Regions from separate parts of the Mus musculus genome. Here region 2 is linked to region 1. Evidence: chromatin contacts called from public HiChIP or PLAC-seq data. All regions are on one chromosome and are shown on one strand. The core of a region is the stretch at or near the end of the contact, and the rest is flanking DNA. Distances in the headings are between cores, read along the strand shown.

Evidence for each region. HiChIP or PLAC-seq counts read pairs in DNA pulled down with a chosen protein or histone mark.
Region 2: a contact with region 1 is called in a BATF HiChIP or PLAC-seq map of CD8 T cells, with 5 read pairs. The contact joins two enhancer-like sites. A contact is called at or near these places in 2 of 115 datasets of contacts at active chromatin or transcription factors (CD8 T cells and regulatory T cells).

The regions. Positions count from the first base shown.
Region 1 is chr12:73,606,207-73,614,103 of GRCm38.p6, forward strand. All of the region lies in intron 1 of Prkch (protein kinase C, eta), which reads left to right. Among named protein-coding and RNA genes, the nearest start is that of Prkch, 25 kb to the left of the region's middle. Within about 2 kb of position 3,680, at least 80 of the 459 cell types and tissues checked have an H3K27ac peak or open chromatin away from gene starts, as enhancers often do. A contact at or near this core is called in CD8 T cells and regulatory T cells, where this site is marked.
Region 2 is chr12:73,885,253-73,893,149 of GRCm38.p6, forward strand. No RefSeq gene overlaps it. Among named protein-coding and RNA genes, the nearest start is that of Hif1a, 19 kb to the right of the region's middle. Within about 2 kb of position 2,934, at least 34 of the 459 cell types and tissues checked have an H3K27ac peak or open chromatin away from gene starts, as enhancers often do. A contact at or near this core is called in CD8 T cells and regulatory T cells, where this site is marked.

The DNA.
Region 1 (7,897 bases), core at 2,430-4,929:
ATGAAGGGATTAAACTGTTAGGAAAAGAGTTTCATTTGTTCTTGGGCTAAGCTAACAGGCGGAGTAGAGACTGCAGGGTGGATAACAGGTTTCTTCCTACCCTTGCCTTACGTCAAACTTAATGCGAGAAGTAAAAATCTCGCTTTTGGTCACTAGGCAATATTTTGAGTAATGTTTTGTTATAGAACATCCCATGACACACTGCAAAAATGTAAAAAAATTTGTGTGGAAGCATAAATATGTGTACAGAGAAGAGTTTTGTCTATAACTTGATCAAGCTGGAATGGGTAGAATTGTCTTTAACACCAAGAAACTCATCTGGGATATTCAGAACAAATGCTTTCTAGGTGTGAGTCTTGTGTAAGAAAGTGTAGTTGGGGCGGTTGGCTTTTCTGAGGTCCAGAACCTTGATGGGCAGTTGTTAAGTGTGCGTGTGCCCTGTGCTCCCAGAACCTGGATATTATACCAAACAGGTTTTGCATGCTGTAGTGCATGCTCTGTTGGATGTTGATTTCTAGTGGTGTTTTCTAGCAAGCTCCACCCCTATCCTGAAATGGTGAACATGCCACTCCAATACCGTGGAACCTGTAATTGAAGGGTGGTGACTTGGGTGCTCAAGATAGAAGGGCAACAGCTTGATCTCACACGGGCAGTGAGCTGGCTGATCCTAAGTTCTCTTGGTGCTAAGAGATCTAATGACATCCACAGCCACTGCCACAGTTACTGTGTGTGAGGCTGGATATGTAGCAAGATACAGAAATAAATGTCACCTAGTGTGACCAAGCCCATTGGAAGCAGGATGAGATTTAAGCTAGATGATACCTGGTACTTTTTTCAGCCATGTTGGTACAGAAGGCAGGCTTGAGGTTCACTGTGCGGCATGTGTTCCCATGAAAGGACCCTGACCACTGGCGTGACATACTGAAAACAGATTTTAGCGACAAATTTAATCTCCCCTGACTATTCCATCCCCACTCTCTCCCCCTTCATTTGTTCAAGTACTTAATGATTGTGATAATTTAAGAGACAAAAAGCAAATGAGTGTCATGGAGTGTGTGCTTGGTGGCTGTCTGTGAGCAGATCTGTTCCTTTCAGGCCACCGAGTCTGCTGTGGGACCATCCCATAGCTGTAGGTACAGCTGGGGCAGCTGGTGGGTCTGCATAGCATGGGCTTGTGAATGAGATGGCTAGGATGGTCACAGGCTACAACCCCTGACCTGATTTGCTGGCCTTTGCTGGGTTGAGTCTTCTTTCTCCCAAGGCCTGCTTGCGTGGCCGTCTGCTTTTCCTAGGCCCAGATCGCTAGCTGTACAAACTGAAGGAACCTCGGTGGTCGTGCAGGACTAAGTTGTTTTAAATATAGGATAGCTCTGAGCTCACGGTGGGGGGGAGTGGCTGAGGCTAGACTCCCGTGTGTCCAGCCCCACAGGCTGGTTTCTCAGTTTCCGACTTCAGGGGCCTTATGAAGAGGGCTTCTTTCTATTTCTGTCACCAGAGAAGCTCCTTTGCTCATGTGCCCTCAGTTCCCGTTTCTATTCTGTTTCCTAACTAATCATTTCCCTCTGTCCACTATTTCTAGGGTAGCATGTGCTGCATTATTCACACAGAAATGGCCTCCCTTCAAACATCCGTCCAGGAGTCTTGTTCAGTGACAGTCCCCTGGGGGGGAGGGGGGCTGTCTGTGACTTTTCCTAAGTCGCTTATAGGCATCTCCACAGCCATGTTGTACTTGGTTTGTCTGGGCTGTGTACGCTTAGACTGAGATGAGAAAGAAGTGCATCATTGTAGCCTTTCTCGGTGCAGAAAGCACACCTTTCAGTACTTGGGTAAGGACAAGCCACAGATTAATGGACCAGGGTGGAGAGATCACTGCAAACTGTGCATATTGAAGAGCAGCAGCACCTGGGAGTGTGGCTGCCTCTGCCTTGGAGGCCTGCGGTGTCAGGAGGGAGGAGGGACGAGATGAATGGAGGGGGAGGGTTGGGAGGCCACTGTGGTAGCTTCTTGGGGAAGATTAATTAGGTGTCAGGCTAAGTGCTTCACATGCGTGAACTCAGCTGGTCCTCATGGTTCCTTGGAGACCTATAGATCATATTATAACCCCCCTCTTCACAGGGTAGCTGAGGCCCAGGGAGGGCAGGATTCTTGCCCCATGGAGAGATGGCTCGGTGGATAAAATGCCTGCTGAGAGCATGAGGATTCAAGTTTTGAGTCCCCAGTCCTCTCCTAAGAGCCAAGTGTGCTGCTGTCTGTAATCCTGAGTTGGAGACAGGGACGAGTAGATTGCGAAGGCTCACTAGCTAACTCGTCTAGCAGAACCAGTGGACTCCAGGTTATAGTGCATGTCAGCTTTCCACCCTTCTCTCTCAATCCCTCTCCACACAAACAAAAGGAAAGATTCCTGCTCCAGGACAGAGCTGGCTCTACCTGCCCCAGGTGTGGCTCCAAGGCAGGATGAATAACTTTGAGACGGGGATGCCTGAATATTTGCCTTTTAAGGTTACACCCCAGGGTTAGTTTGTAGGATGGCTCCCTGGATAGGAAGGATACCATATATGCTCCGTATATGCTCTGTATATGTTCTGTATATGCCTCTACAAGGATGATAGGTGCTGGGATTGATGTGCCTGCTTTGTTCAAGAAAAGCTTGGCATAGTGGCACCCAGGATTTCTTAACATTTCAAAACAGTAATTGAAGGGATAACGCAAATTAAATTGACTTGAGATTTACCTCCTACCACTGTGCCACAGCACATTGGACCTACTTGCCCTTTTTTTCTGTTCTTTTTTTATTTTCTCTTACCTTTTCTGTTTTCTTTTTTTTTCCATTTTGAGACAGAGTCTCATTATATAGCCTTGAATGGCCTAGAATGACATATATAGATCAGGCTGGCCTTGAACTCATAGCCATCTGCCTGCTTCTGCCTCCTCAGTGCTGGGATTAAAGATATGCACATCCACTCTGAGCAATATTTCTATTTTTAATTTATGGAGACTTTTTTTTGAGACAAAGTATCACTGTGTAATGTAGGCTGGCCTTGAGCTCACTGGTAGCCCTGAGTCGTTTCAAACTACTCTGTCTTAGTTCATCCTCAGGTCTTAGCTTCTCAAGTGTGGGATTACAGGTATGCATTACCACTTCTGGCTTGATTTTATTCTTTTCAATCAAACAGTGAAGAAGTAGGCGTGATTGACTATTGGCACTGGCCATTGTATGGAGCGTGAAGGAAGCACCACAAACAGTTGATGTGGTGTGGAATTTCCCCACCTGCAGTCCTGAGATGTTTTATTCTCTTTGGAAGTATTTCAAAATGAACTGTTACTTTGCCAAGAGGCTCATCACTTCTGCTGTTGTTTGGTGCTAAAGACCAAAACTAGGGTTTTGCACATGCTAAACCCACACCCCAGCTCTGCCTTACTATATATAGCCTGGACTAGGTTCAGCACTTGGCTGGAGCAGGTATATATCTGGTGTTAAGCTAGCCAGGACATGAAGAAGTTCAAGGGAGCTTGTCTTATAGCAGAAGCAGATGCATGCCCATTTTGGTGGTCCAGAGATTTACATCTGTGTGTATTCGAGAGCTCCACGCTGAACACGTGCGGGAGGAGGGCTTTCTCAACAACAGTGGTGAGAAGCAGACACTCTACATCTGTCTGTCTGTAGCTCATGAACCTGTTCTGTTAACATGGGCTTGATTCAAGCCTTCCCACAGCCCCGGATGTCACCTGATCAGCCGCCATGAAGGTGCATGTTTAAGTGACTTTTTTTTGCATTGGTCACCTTCCCTTCCGAAGCTTAGCTGGAGGTGTAGATGCTGTGTGTCCACAAATCATCTTCAGCATTGTCTGGGAGTGGCTTGGGAATTTAGCTGCCTCTTTTCTGTGGCTGCTCCTTTCTTTGAAATCTGTTCACAGATGATTGGTTGTGTCTTTGTGAGGATGGCGGACGATGAGGACCTGAGGACCAGGGGCGGATGGGAAGAGGAACTGAAGGTGGACACCCCGAACATGGGGGAGGGATTTTGGTTTGGCAGTGTGGATGGAAATGTCATCTCGTTGCCTTTGTGCCAGGCTGAAAGGGGAAATAAATCCTGGGGTGACAACAAAATGTGGTTTATTTTTATTTCATTGCTTTCCTTGGGGGTGGGCGGGGGATGGGCTGCTGTGGTTCTCAACAGTCAGTGTATGGTGATGCTTTTATGATTCTCTTCAGGGCTCTGGAGGATGCCACGGCCAGTGCATGCTTCCGTGGCTCCTTTGGTTGTCCTGGAACCCCCCGGTGGCCCTCACGGCAGCTTCCTCTGCTATTTCTGGGGCCGATGCAGTCAGAGCATGTATAGTTTATCCCCAAACCCGCATTTATGTGGAGCTCTGTACTCTGGCTTAGGCTCAATGACCTGGAAGTAATGGTTAGTGCCAAGCACAGATGAGAGAGAAGATACCTGACATGGGTCCCTGTCATTATAGCCAGGCCTCCTTGCTACTTTCTTGATTTATATACCAGAAGCTTAACAATACTACTAATGACCTCTCCAGCAGCAGCACAGACTGGCACATCTGAGGTGTCGGACATGACAAGTGCTTTGTGCCTCTAGTGTTGCTCATTCAGTCAGCAAGGGAGGAGCCAGGTACTTTTGCTGGGATGGAAAGGAAGAGAGGACCCAGGTTTCCAGGGAACAGGTGAATGACCTCTTTAATGAGCGTGGCTGAGGCAGTGGGCCGAGGGGAGGAAGTTAGTGTGCCCTTGGAGGAGGGTGTTCCACTTGTTTCTCAAGCTGATTCATCTAAGGCCAAGAGAGCTAAGGAGCCCGCAGGGGAATGCCCAGGTCCTTCCTGTTCCTCCCTCAGAGAAGGTCCCCACTGCAGTTCATTCGATGGGCAGCCCTCTGGTTCTGTCAGCACCATCCCTTCTTAGAGCCTCCTACAAGGCTGTGTCCTCAGGGGAGGGCATAGCTCCCACGTGTCACAGTCAGGAAGAGGCAAGGCACCTGGCTGCCTGTTGGGGTCTGTTGCGGGAAGGACATTCTGAATGTCCAGAAACATTGGGTTGCATGGGTGAGAAACAGGGCATCTCAACCCCATGCAGAGTCTGGAAAGAGAGGTGGCCTGATAACATCCGGTCAGGAGGGGACAGCAACAGTGCCTCTGTCTCGGATGCTCAGGCGTGGATGCAGAAGACTGGGTTAAGATGGGGGGAAGCTTCTTCAGTTCTTTATGGACCCCGTAAAAAGGGCAGAAGTTTTATTGGCAGCTTTTTAATTGTAGTTGGCCAATGAGGTGATGGGCTGGGCACCAGCTCTGGTATGCAACTTTTGACCTTTCCATCTTCTTGCTCACCGTCCTCCAGCTCAGTTAGGACCAGCCCCTCTGCTTCCTCCATCTGAGTATGGTTCTCCAGCAAGTTGATCGTTGGCCGCTTTGCAGTATTTGGGTGAGATATCTTACAACCAGTTACTCATCCCATCCTGTGACTGGCAGCTTTGTTAGGACGCAGTCCCTCAGTAGCCTCTGCCTCTGGGTTTCCAGCACACGTATTGGCCCACAGCAGATACTAAGTATTTCTTGTATCTGTTACCCTCTGTTGCTGACTGACAGTGTTTCCTTCTGAAGCTGGGACCCAGTTTAAATGCAGTCTTCCTGAGAGGTGTCAGATCAGTTTGTGCTCTTTAAAAAGTGTATACTTCAGCTCCCTAAGAAACCGTTTGTTTGCTCAGCCTTTTATAGAGTTCGAATGTTTATTCCATTTCCTGTGTGTTTTCTGCTGTGAGCCCTCTAGTGTTTCTCTAAGTTCGTCACTAACTGTGCTTGGAGATGCATGATCTTGTGAAGGTAACTGGTAATGTAAGAACATAGCTGGGGGCTGGAGAGATGGCTCAGTGGTTAAGAGCATCTACTGCTCTTTGGAAGGTTCTGAGTTCAAATCCCAGCAACCATATGGTTGATCACAACCATATGTAATGAGATCTGATGCCCTCTTCTAGAGTGTCTGAAGACAGCTACAGTGAACTTACATATTTTTTTTTATTTTTTAATATATATATAATAAAAGTACATAGCTGGGACCTTTCCACCGTCTTATGTTACTTGCTGTACTCATTGTGCACCTACTATGTGCCCATCTTTAACATTTGTTATCTTTATCACCCACTAATCCTATTACAGTAGATACTGTTATCTCTGTTTTACAAACGAGGATGTGTGGAGCTTTTGTAGGGTACACAATATTGCGACTGACATGTGCCCCAAATGCTTGTGTCAGGCACTGCGGAGGCATAGGCCGAGCAGTAGGCAGCGCTTGTGCCATGCTTATGCATGCTGGCTTGTTACTTTCAGATCCACTCCATCTATGGTGTCCTTTCCCATTCTCACATTCTTCCTCTCCTTCCTTCTTCTTCAGCCTCTCCAGGGCTCAGGGTGAGATGCTAACCTGTCCGAAGGCCACCAGCCCGCTGCCACTCATCCGGAAGAACACCAGCATATGTGTCTGCCTGTCTCGCCTCTCTGTCTTTCTGTACACACAAAACTGCAGAGGCAGGAACTGACAGGTCCTTAGGTGTGCAGGCGTTTGTCCAGATGAGCCCCGATTGCCTCGTAGAGGTCGGCTGGTGTACCTGAATCCATGCTGCTCAAGAAACCCAGAGCATCTCATTCCCTGGAAAAAGCGTTTCTGCAACTTGATTCCACTCCCCTTGCTGGCTCACCGGCACCCCCTAAATGCACCATCTTTTGTGCCTACAGATACAGTAGGTGATGTCACTGTATCTGTCTACACCTGTGAGCTCAGGGTGCTTGGCCATGTTGGGGTGAGCCTCAGAAAGTGATAAGAAGGAGGTTTTCCATTTCTTGCTCATGGGACAAGATAGGGACATATGGATATCAGAAGGGTTGTTGTAACCCTTTAAAATGCCTTCTCTTGTTTCAGTGCTCAGCTACCCCAGAGACATGTTAGTAACCTCTAATAATGGCGTGGTTTTGAATCACATAGTGTCTGGAATCTGTCCTTTGGGATCTGAGCCTGGCAAGAGTTTCTGTGAGGGCTATAGGTTATTTTTGGCCTTCCTTGTGCCAGCCTCTCTCACGTGGCATGAGATGAGGAAATGAACCACTTCTTCCTCCTCCTGCTGCTTGCTGCAGCACCACTTTGCTTGGCGTGGTAGGGTCTACTCCTTCGGCCAGTTTGCACACATTACATCATGCTTGTTTAGGAAGGGGCAGAGCTGTCAGGAAATGATTCTTGACTAAATGATGATGTCCCCACCCACCCCATAACTAACCTAGTTACATGGAAACAGAGGCGTGTCACTCTGATTGCCCCCTCTCTCTTGGAGAGGGGACGAGAAAGGCTGGATCCTGGTGGACCGTGTTTATAAATCTTTCTTTTGCTGGATGGCAGTTTGGGCCAAGGTCTTATAGAGTTGCCTTGCTTGCATCTCTTTTCTGAGTGTGCAAGCTTTGGGGAGGAGAGCACAGCCCTGGGCAGGACAGCGGCAGGCACAGAGACTCTCATCACTGAGTCCCCTTTGACTTTCCATGTTCTGAATGTACATGGGACTTAGTGTACATGAATGAAAACACATTGGCTCACGGGAGGGACATACTAGGGTGAATTTACTGGGCGTGGAGGTAGTGAGGGGTAGGGAGACGCTGGGGGGCACTCTTCTGGAATTGATTGTTTGCCAGGTGGCAGAATAATGAATATTGGAAGTGTTCACTCCTGTAAGGGTAGCTCTCAGGTATCCTAAACACAAGTCGAGATGATTGGTGATGATGATGAGATGATGGCCTCTCCTTCTACTTTCAGTTTAGCTGTGGAAGTCTGGGAGACCGTTGGTCTGTAAGACATGGCTGCCTCACAGAGAAAGCTGTTGTGGCATCTTTCACAGTCACCCTCGGTAGC
Region 2 (7,897 bases), core at 1,684-4,183, 280 kb after region 1:
CCGGTGACACCTACGAGGAGCAGAGAAAAAAACAGGAAAGATCGTCTGCGTCCAAGCCGGCCGCGCCATTACCAGCCTCGCTCTCACCGCACACATTCATAACTGAGTGTTACGTTTTGAGTGTGAGATGCCCCCCACCCACCCAGACTCATATTTTTTAACGTGTGCTCCTACTGGTACCCTAGTGGTACTAGTTTAGAAGGTGGTGAGTCTTTAGACGGTGGGACCTCGTGGGAGGAAGTGGATCATGGCTCCCTGACTATGTCATAAATCATTGCTGCGGAGTCCCGCCCCCACGGAGCCACCTGCTGCCATGACTTCCCCGCTGTAAAAAAACAAAACAAAACAAAACAAACAAACAAACAAACAAAACAAAAAGCTATACTCCCCCCAAATATGAGCCAGAATAAACCCTTCCCATTTAAAATGGCTTCTTTCAGGTAACTAGTCAAGAAAAGCCACAACCTACGCCTCTTATCGTTCTCACAGCGCAGACACATCTCTGAATCAGCCGCAGCTCAGTGACGGCTGCCAACCATGCTCAAGTCAGAAGCGTGGACCTCATCCGTGACTCCTTGTCTCCTTACTCTGACAGTGGGCTGCCGAGCCCTTTGACCTCTGTGTCCTTAGTCTGACACAGCCTGTTATCTTCCTTCCCAACCTCACAGTGGTCTCTCAGCTCGCCCTCATCCTTAACAGCAACTTCCTCACCCATCTCCGATTAGCATTATATATTAGTCTCCTTATAGTTCATATACACATAGCAATTTTTTTAATTCTCTCATATATCACATCTGGACCTCAGTTTCCCCCTCCCCTCCCCTCCCCTCCCCTCCCCTCCCCTGAGAAACAAGCAGGCCTTCCAAGGACATTAACCAAACACGACATAACAAGCTACAACAAGACCAGACACGTTCCATCAGATCAAGGCTGGACAAGGCAACCCAGGAGGAGGAAAAAGGGTCCTTTAAGTAGGCAAGAGTCAGGGACAGTCCCCTGCTCCCACTCTTAGGATTCCTACAAAGATACCAAGCTATTCAACCATAATGTATAGATCAGACCCCTGCAGGCTCTCTGATCTCTACGAGTCCCCATCAGTCCTGGCCAGTTGACTCTCTCTGCCCAGAACAATTTTTATAAAGAGTAAGTTGGGTGATGCCAGCCTCTTGCTTAAGTCCTCCATTCATATATTGACCCCTTCTTCTTTCAGCCTTCTTCACTTGCTCCTTCATTCAAGAAGTGTCTATTCTGTCAGAGAGTGATTGGAAAAGGCTCAGGGATATTCGCTACTCTGAGTAGGCCAAGCCCTCTTTACCCTACAGCCCAAACCTCATTCCCTTCCTCTCTTCTCTTCCCAGCCACTCCCTGTAGGCCCCATTATTTAAGCCTAACTTAGTCCAATTTCTTTTCTTCACAATGAAGATGAATCTTTTTCCAAATAATCATCTCTCACCCTTCAAGTCTGGACTTGAGTGCTTTCTCTGTGTCCCCGTGCATGCTTCTTTTGTGAGCTAATTGTGCCTTATTATAACTGCGTTTACTGTCTCATTCCCAAAGTGGCATATAAATTTCCTGAGGACAAGAGCCCTATTTTATTCAGAACATGTTAATTACCTAGTACATTCTGCGCATATCATACCTTCCAACCCTTTGTTAATTCAATTAACTCCTAAGTGCACAATGTTATGGGGGATGCCCTTATAGGATGCCTCACCCAGACCCAAGAGGCGGTAAAGTGGTTGGGACTCAGGTTGGAGAAGACTTCTCTGAGAAGGTACTATCTAAACCATATTGGGATGGCTACAGTGGAGACGGTGTTGGAGTTTAGGAGGTGGGGGAGAAGGAAGGGGAGGAGGCTTGATGGTTACCAGTGGGGCGGGGCAGATGATAAAGTCCAAACATGGGAGCCGAGATTAGTGCTGGGGGGCAGGGAAGGCATCTCTTGCTAGGCAGAGAGAGATAAGGAGAGGAGCAGCTGCCGCTGGCTTTGTCGAGGGGGTTGCAGGGACGTCCCGCAAGTTCTTCTCCAAACACCTCAAGTTTTGGTGTGAAGGGTTGGCATTCGTGGCTGCTGAAAGGGATGGGGAAAGATGAAAGCCTAAGCAGCCACTAAGAGGTCTGGAACCACCCAGGCAATATTACTTCTATCCATACCGAAAATGTTGACCAAGTTTCTGGGAATTCGAAAACTAGAAGGTAGAAAAACAAGTAACGCTATACTGAACATAAGTTAATCTTTTTAAAATTTCTAATTTTGTGGGGAGGGGCTCCTCAAATGATGGTGAGATTGTCTCCTGATACATCCACTGTAATTGGAAACGCCACACATTGTTAAGGATGCTGAATACATACAACCAACTATGCACCATACCGTAGCACCATAGCGGCACGGTACACTGGAGCCTGTTGGTTATTCTTCTCATGAGCAGGGGACTATTTGGCGGTTGTGATTTGATGTTGCTACTCAGTCTTACAGGAGAGACGTGTGTGACAAACCACCAGCCTGGCAAAGGTCAAAATCCTCAGTGGGGTTTCTGTTGAATATGTACTACTTTAAAAAAAAAACAAAAGGATTTATTAACTTTATCTTATGTGTGTGACTATTTGGCCTACATCTTTGTGTGTGCACCACATGCATGCCTGATGCCCACCAGGGTCATAAGAAGGAGTTAGATCCCTCAGAACTGAAGTTACAGATGGATGTAAGCTACCACGTCAGTGCTGGGAATTGAACCTGGGTCCTCTGTAATACCAGACAGTTCTCCTAACCACGAGCCATCTTTTAGGCCTGGAATATGTATTGCTTTTACACATTTTTACTTTGTAAAAGCAAAAGGCTGCTAGGTCAAGTCATTGTAAGTCATAGCTATACTTACAAATATCAGCAAGGTGACGTCATCACCCCGAAAGCATGAAAGGAGGACAGAAAGTTCTGGTTGTGGAAGCTTCTGGGGGAAAGAGTCATACCACTCCTCTGTAAGCAAATAACATCCTGTATACCAGGAAAAAAAAACCCAACTTTTCTCCTACATCGCTTTCAGCAATCTACTTCTGACATCAGACATGTAGGAAGAACAACTTGCTTTTCTTCTTCTCTATATTCACACTCAACACGAAACACATTTGTGGCCAAAATGGATGAGAATTTACCCATGCCAGCCAGATTTTGGCCACTAGTTAGGAATTCTACACTCGACGCTGACACCATGTGACAGCATCAGACACCAGAGGTGAAGGGTTCAACCTCACAAGACTGCTTGCTCCCTGTTTCATCCACAACAGTCCCCAGATTGCTTCTGTGCCAACAACCTCTCAGAGGTTCCCACAACTCCCTCCTTACATTCAACAATTTGTTGGAGTGGCCAACAGAACCCAGGAAATGGTTTATTTACTATTACTCACTTAGTACAACAGATTTTTTTTTTAAGTACTACACATGACCAGCCAGATGAAGAGGTTCGGTAAAGCAAGGTTCAGAAGAGTCCCAAGGCAGGGGCTTCTGTTTCTTTGGATCTGATGTGTGGTGCCCTCCTGGAACATGGACATCTTTACCAACAGGGAAGCTCTTTCAACTTCACACTTTAGGAACTTAATAGAGGCTTGCCATCAGCAGGATCAACTATTAACTCAGCCTGTAACTCTTCTTGCCTTCTTGGAGGATGGGGCAGAAGTTGGCAGAACATCCTCAACTTCTAATCCTGCATGATATTTCTTTGGACCAATGACAAGAGTCACTTTGTAGGAATGCAAGATGCTCTTATCCAGGAGATCCCAGGAAATGGGTGGATCTGTGTCAGAAACCAGGCTCAGAGGCAGAATATTAGAACAAAAGAGCCACCAAGTACCCCAATCACTCAGGAAATTACAAGGATTTCAGGAGCTCTGTGGCAGGAACCAGGTCAGAGACCAAGTATATATTTTTATTTAACCCCACTCATTGTTTACAGATAAGAATCTGGAGTTCCTATGATGATGACTCCAGAGCCTGACCTGAAAAGAAAGGTTTCGGCCACAGTCGAGTGGATCTTAATTTTTATGATTAGCATGCAAGAGACTTTTGGTAGGCCTAAGTAGTGTGCTAGAGGTTCTGGCCTCAAAGTAGTGTTTTTGAGGATGTTCTTGTGAGAGGTATTCAAATAATTTTTTTTTTAATTTACAGAGCTTCTACATACAAAGCCATTAAATCCCCCAGGGCTAAGAATTCATTGCAGTCGGTACACACACACACACACACACACACACACACACACACACACTCCAATCCTGAACCACAGAGGCTTGAATTCAGGTCAATCTCTTCTATAAGTCAAGTTCTTCAGGATGGATAATTATGAAATAAAGTTAAAAGTCTCACTTTATAAAAATGAGTAGTAACAATGTATTAAAATGTATTTTTTTTAAACATTAAGACCAGCATAACTTCAGAGAGATCTCTCTTTGTGTGAGAGTTAAGAAACCCTTGTGCTTCTGACCTCTCTGAACTTTCATGTCCTCCTCTGCTTCCTCCTCCTGTTTCCCCCTGGGGGGTGGGGAGTGTGAATCAATCCACTTTGCACTTAGAGATAAATACTTGTACTTCTCTGCAGCTCTCTGCTACTGCTCTTTATATGTTTGTACAAAAAAAAAAAAAAAAAAAAAAGAAACTTCTTGAAACATGAACGAGCCTATAGACATTTATTTACCAAGGATTGACAACAGAAGTGTTATGGACAAAGTTTGCAATTGTGACCACCAGGTTGCTAAGCTCAGTCAGTCTGGAGATTTGGGTTATGTTCTAGCATAGCTGCTGAGATTGGCTTTCCTGGAAATGTACTTGGAATCCAAAGGTTACAGTCAGAACGTTTCTTGAGCAGAGCTGTAAGGAGATGCACTTGTAAAGAGAAGAAGACAGACTTGTGGTGTGGGAGAAGCCATGGTACAGCCTGCTTGTCGCTGAGACTTCAGCTAAATAACAGGGAGCTCTTGAGCTGGGTTGACCTTGCCAAGTTGCCCCAGACTGGGAAAGCTGTGCCAATTCACCAGCAATCAGCTAACTACTACCCCACAGGAGGTTGCTAGAGAGAGGGCTACAAGCTTCCAGCCGATATTCTCAGCAGCCACCATTGAATATGCCAGTGACCAAGAAGGCAGAGTAGGCTACCATGTAGAGTCATTCCCAGGTGAATCTGAGTGAGCCCATCTCATGCTGGGCAGCTCCAGCTGCAGTATCACCTGAGGCCTTGTGGCCATGTGGTCTGTTTTACTGTGGCCACAAGCCTGCCAAGCAACTGTTTGGATGCTCTGTAGTTTTTACAGCCAAAGGTATGACCTCGTGCCAGAGCCTCCAGAAGCTATGCTGTGACTTCCATTTTAGAACTTGCCATGAACTTCAAATAACATTTTTCCACCCCAAATATTCCTCACATAGGCATTTTAAGGAATAGTGCTATGGACCACAATGAGGCAAAAGTGTATTCGTGAGTAGGAGAAAAAAAAATGCCTCTCGGATATTATAATGGTGTGATTCTCTAAAGTTCAATCCTATCTGATAATCTTATTTCTTCATATTTCATTTCTCTTACTGGGTTTCCTTGGGCATCAAAAGTAGCAACCTTGACACTGACCTCATGGAGAATGTCAGAAGGTACATGGAATCAGGCCTGCAGAGCAGACAAATGATGGCTGTGACCGGCATGCTTCCTCCTGTTGGTTGCTCTTTCTTGACCTTGAAGGCAAGATGTAGCTTCCTGTGCCGGATGGCTCCTACTGGAGGCCTGTTGCAGGCTTACTGAAAGCTATCTTCAATTCTTGGTGCTTTTTTCCCATGGGTTAGATTTTGAGAATGAAATAGGACTAGTTTTCAGCCAGGTGGTACGTGTCTATGTCCCAGCGTTTTGAGGCAGAGGCAGGTGGATTACATGGTCAAGGTCATGGAGACCTACAGGAGATAGAGTTCAAAAGCAACCTGAGCTACATGAAACCCTGTCTCAAAAAAAAAAAATTACACCAAGTACAAAAAGAAATATCAAACATACCTTACTATCAACAAATGACTGAGCCCACTCAGCTCTAATCACTGTTGTATGTTTTATACTGTGACGCTTCTTCTCTAACTGACCTTGTTCTGTCATTAAAACTCTTTGATATTTTGAAATGAAAATATCCTGATGATACGGAAAAATTCTAAAAAAAAAAAAAAAAAAAGACAATTCCAAAAATTTCAGATATAGTTTTAAAGAATGTAATGCTATTCCTCAGTGTAAGAGGCATACACCATGATGGAATAGTTGGGTCTTGACATCTTTTAGAAATCAATCTAAACCTTGGCCACACTCATACAATTGTTGAGACTGACATATGAATGTAGAGTCTGCAATCATGAAGCCAATCCAATGTCATAAAAGAGGAGCCTTTGGTCTGTGGCTAACTTTGGAGATATGTCTGGGAGTTGTCAGGTAACATTGAAAAGCAATTAACTGGCACATAACGAACAAAAATTTCCCATTGGGCTTGATCAAACAGCTCTGACAACAAATGTCTTCTAATGGCAACTGTTTGCTATTCCAGTGATGTCTGAGAGTGCAAGGAAGGGTGCCTGCCAATTCTTTAGGAACTAACAATGCTATAGCATCCATTTGGTTGAGCCAGGCTTGGTGCTACAGGGATGTAATCCACACACTGGCAAGACTAAGGTGGGGAGACTGGGCGCTGAAGGCAAGCTTGAACTGGAGAGTGAGGCCCTGTCTCAGAAAACAGAAAAAGTTTGGTCTGCTGAACCCTAAATAGGGAATTAGATGGTTTGAGAACAAACTATGGGAACTGTGTTTGAAAGCTCTTGCACTAAACTTTGTAGTACATCAACATGCTGAAAAATATATTAATTCACATCTCTGTCATTTTTACACTGTAGATAGAAAATGTGACTGCTTTTATAGACAATTCAGTGTTGATAGGAAACACTGTTCAATCCTCTTTCCACATACAGGGGTCTGATAATTTCCTGAAACCAACTGGCAGCAAGATTTGTAAAAACTTTGATAATTCATTGTTTAGGCAATGAAGAAAAATGCAGACTTAGCAGAGGGAACAAGCAAACACAAAATATCACTTATGGTTATGATTGCGTTTTTATCCGCTTGATGTGAATACTTAAGCAAAACTAATTTTGACAAGGTGCATCTCAGCAACCTTCAGTGGAAAACTGTTCAAGCATTTGGATGAAAAAATATTTCATGCTATACAGAAGCTAGAGAGACTTGATGGCTCATATAGGTTAGGGATTTCCAATATGCTGGAGTGGTAAGGCTTAAATAGTGCCCATATCCAGAAAACAATACTCACTGTCTTATAACCCAGTGCTGGATTGTAGTAGGAGCCCCCTCCTTCCACTTAGTCAGGAATTTCAACTCTCCAAAGTATTCTTGAGAAGCCCAGAGTGTCCCACATGCATTAGTTTGTTAGTCTAGGACATTCACTTTCTTAATGGACCTGGCTGCTGCCATGCGGGGGCTCTGCTAAATTAAATATCAGCTGGAGATAGGTTCCAGTGCTGCTTGACCCAGGCAGGGTCAAGGTACAGGGAGTCTCACTCCTGTAATCCCAGCCAGATCGTGAGGACTGTGCTAGCCTGAATTACAGGGCAAATTCCAGGTCAGCCTGATCTCCATAATTAGACGTCTCAAAAAATAAAAATAAAAATAAAAATAAAAAAATAGAATAGTAAATCTTAAAATGCTGTCACATTTAAAATTTTACATCAAATACAGTTCCTTGTCATGCACTGTCGTGCACTACTCAGTGGTCTTAACGTTTTGCCCCATTGCAAATATTCACAAAGTGAGAAAGGAACAGCCATATGCACTCTGCATCTAGGAGAGTCCCCCAGGGAGACTGCTTAAGCCCTAATGCCTTTAAAAAC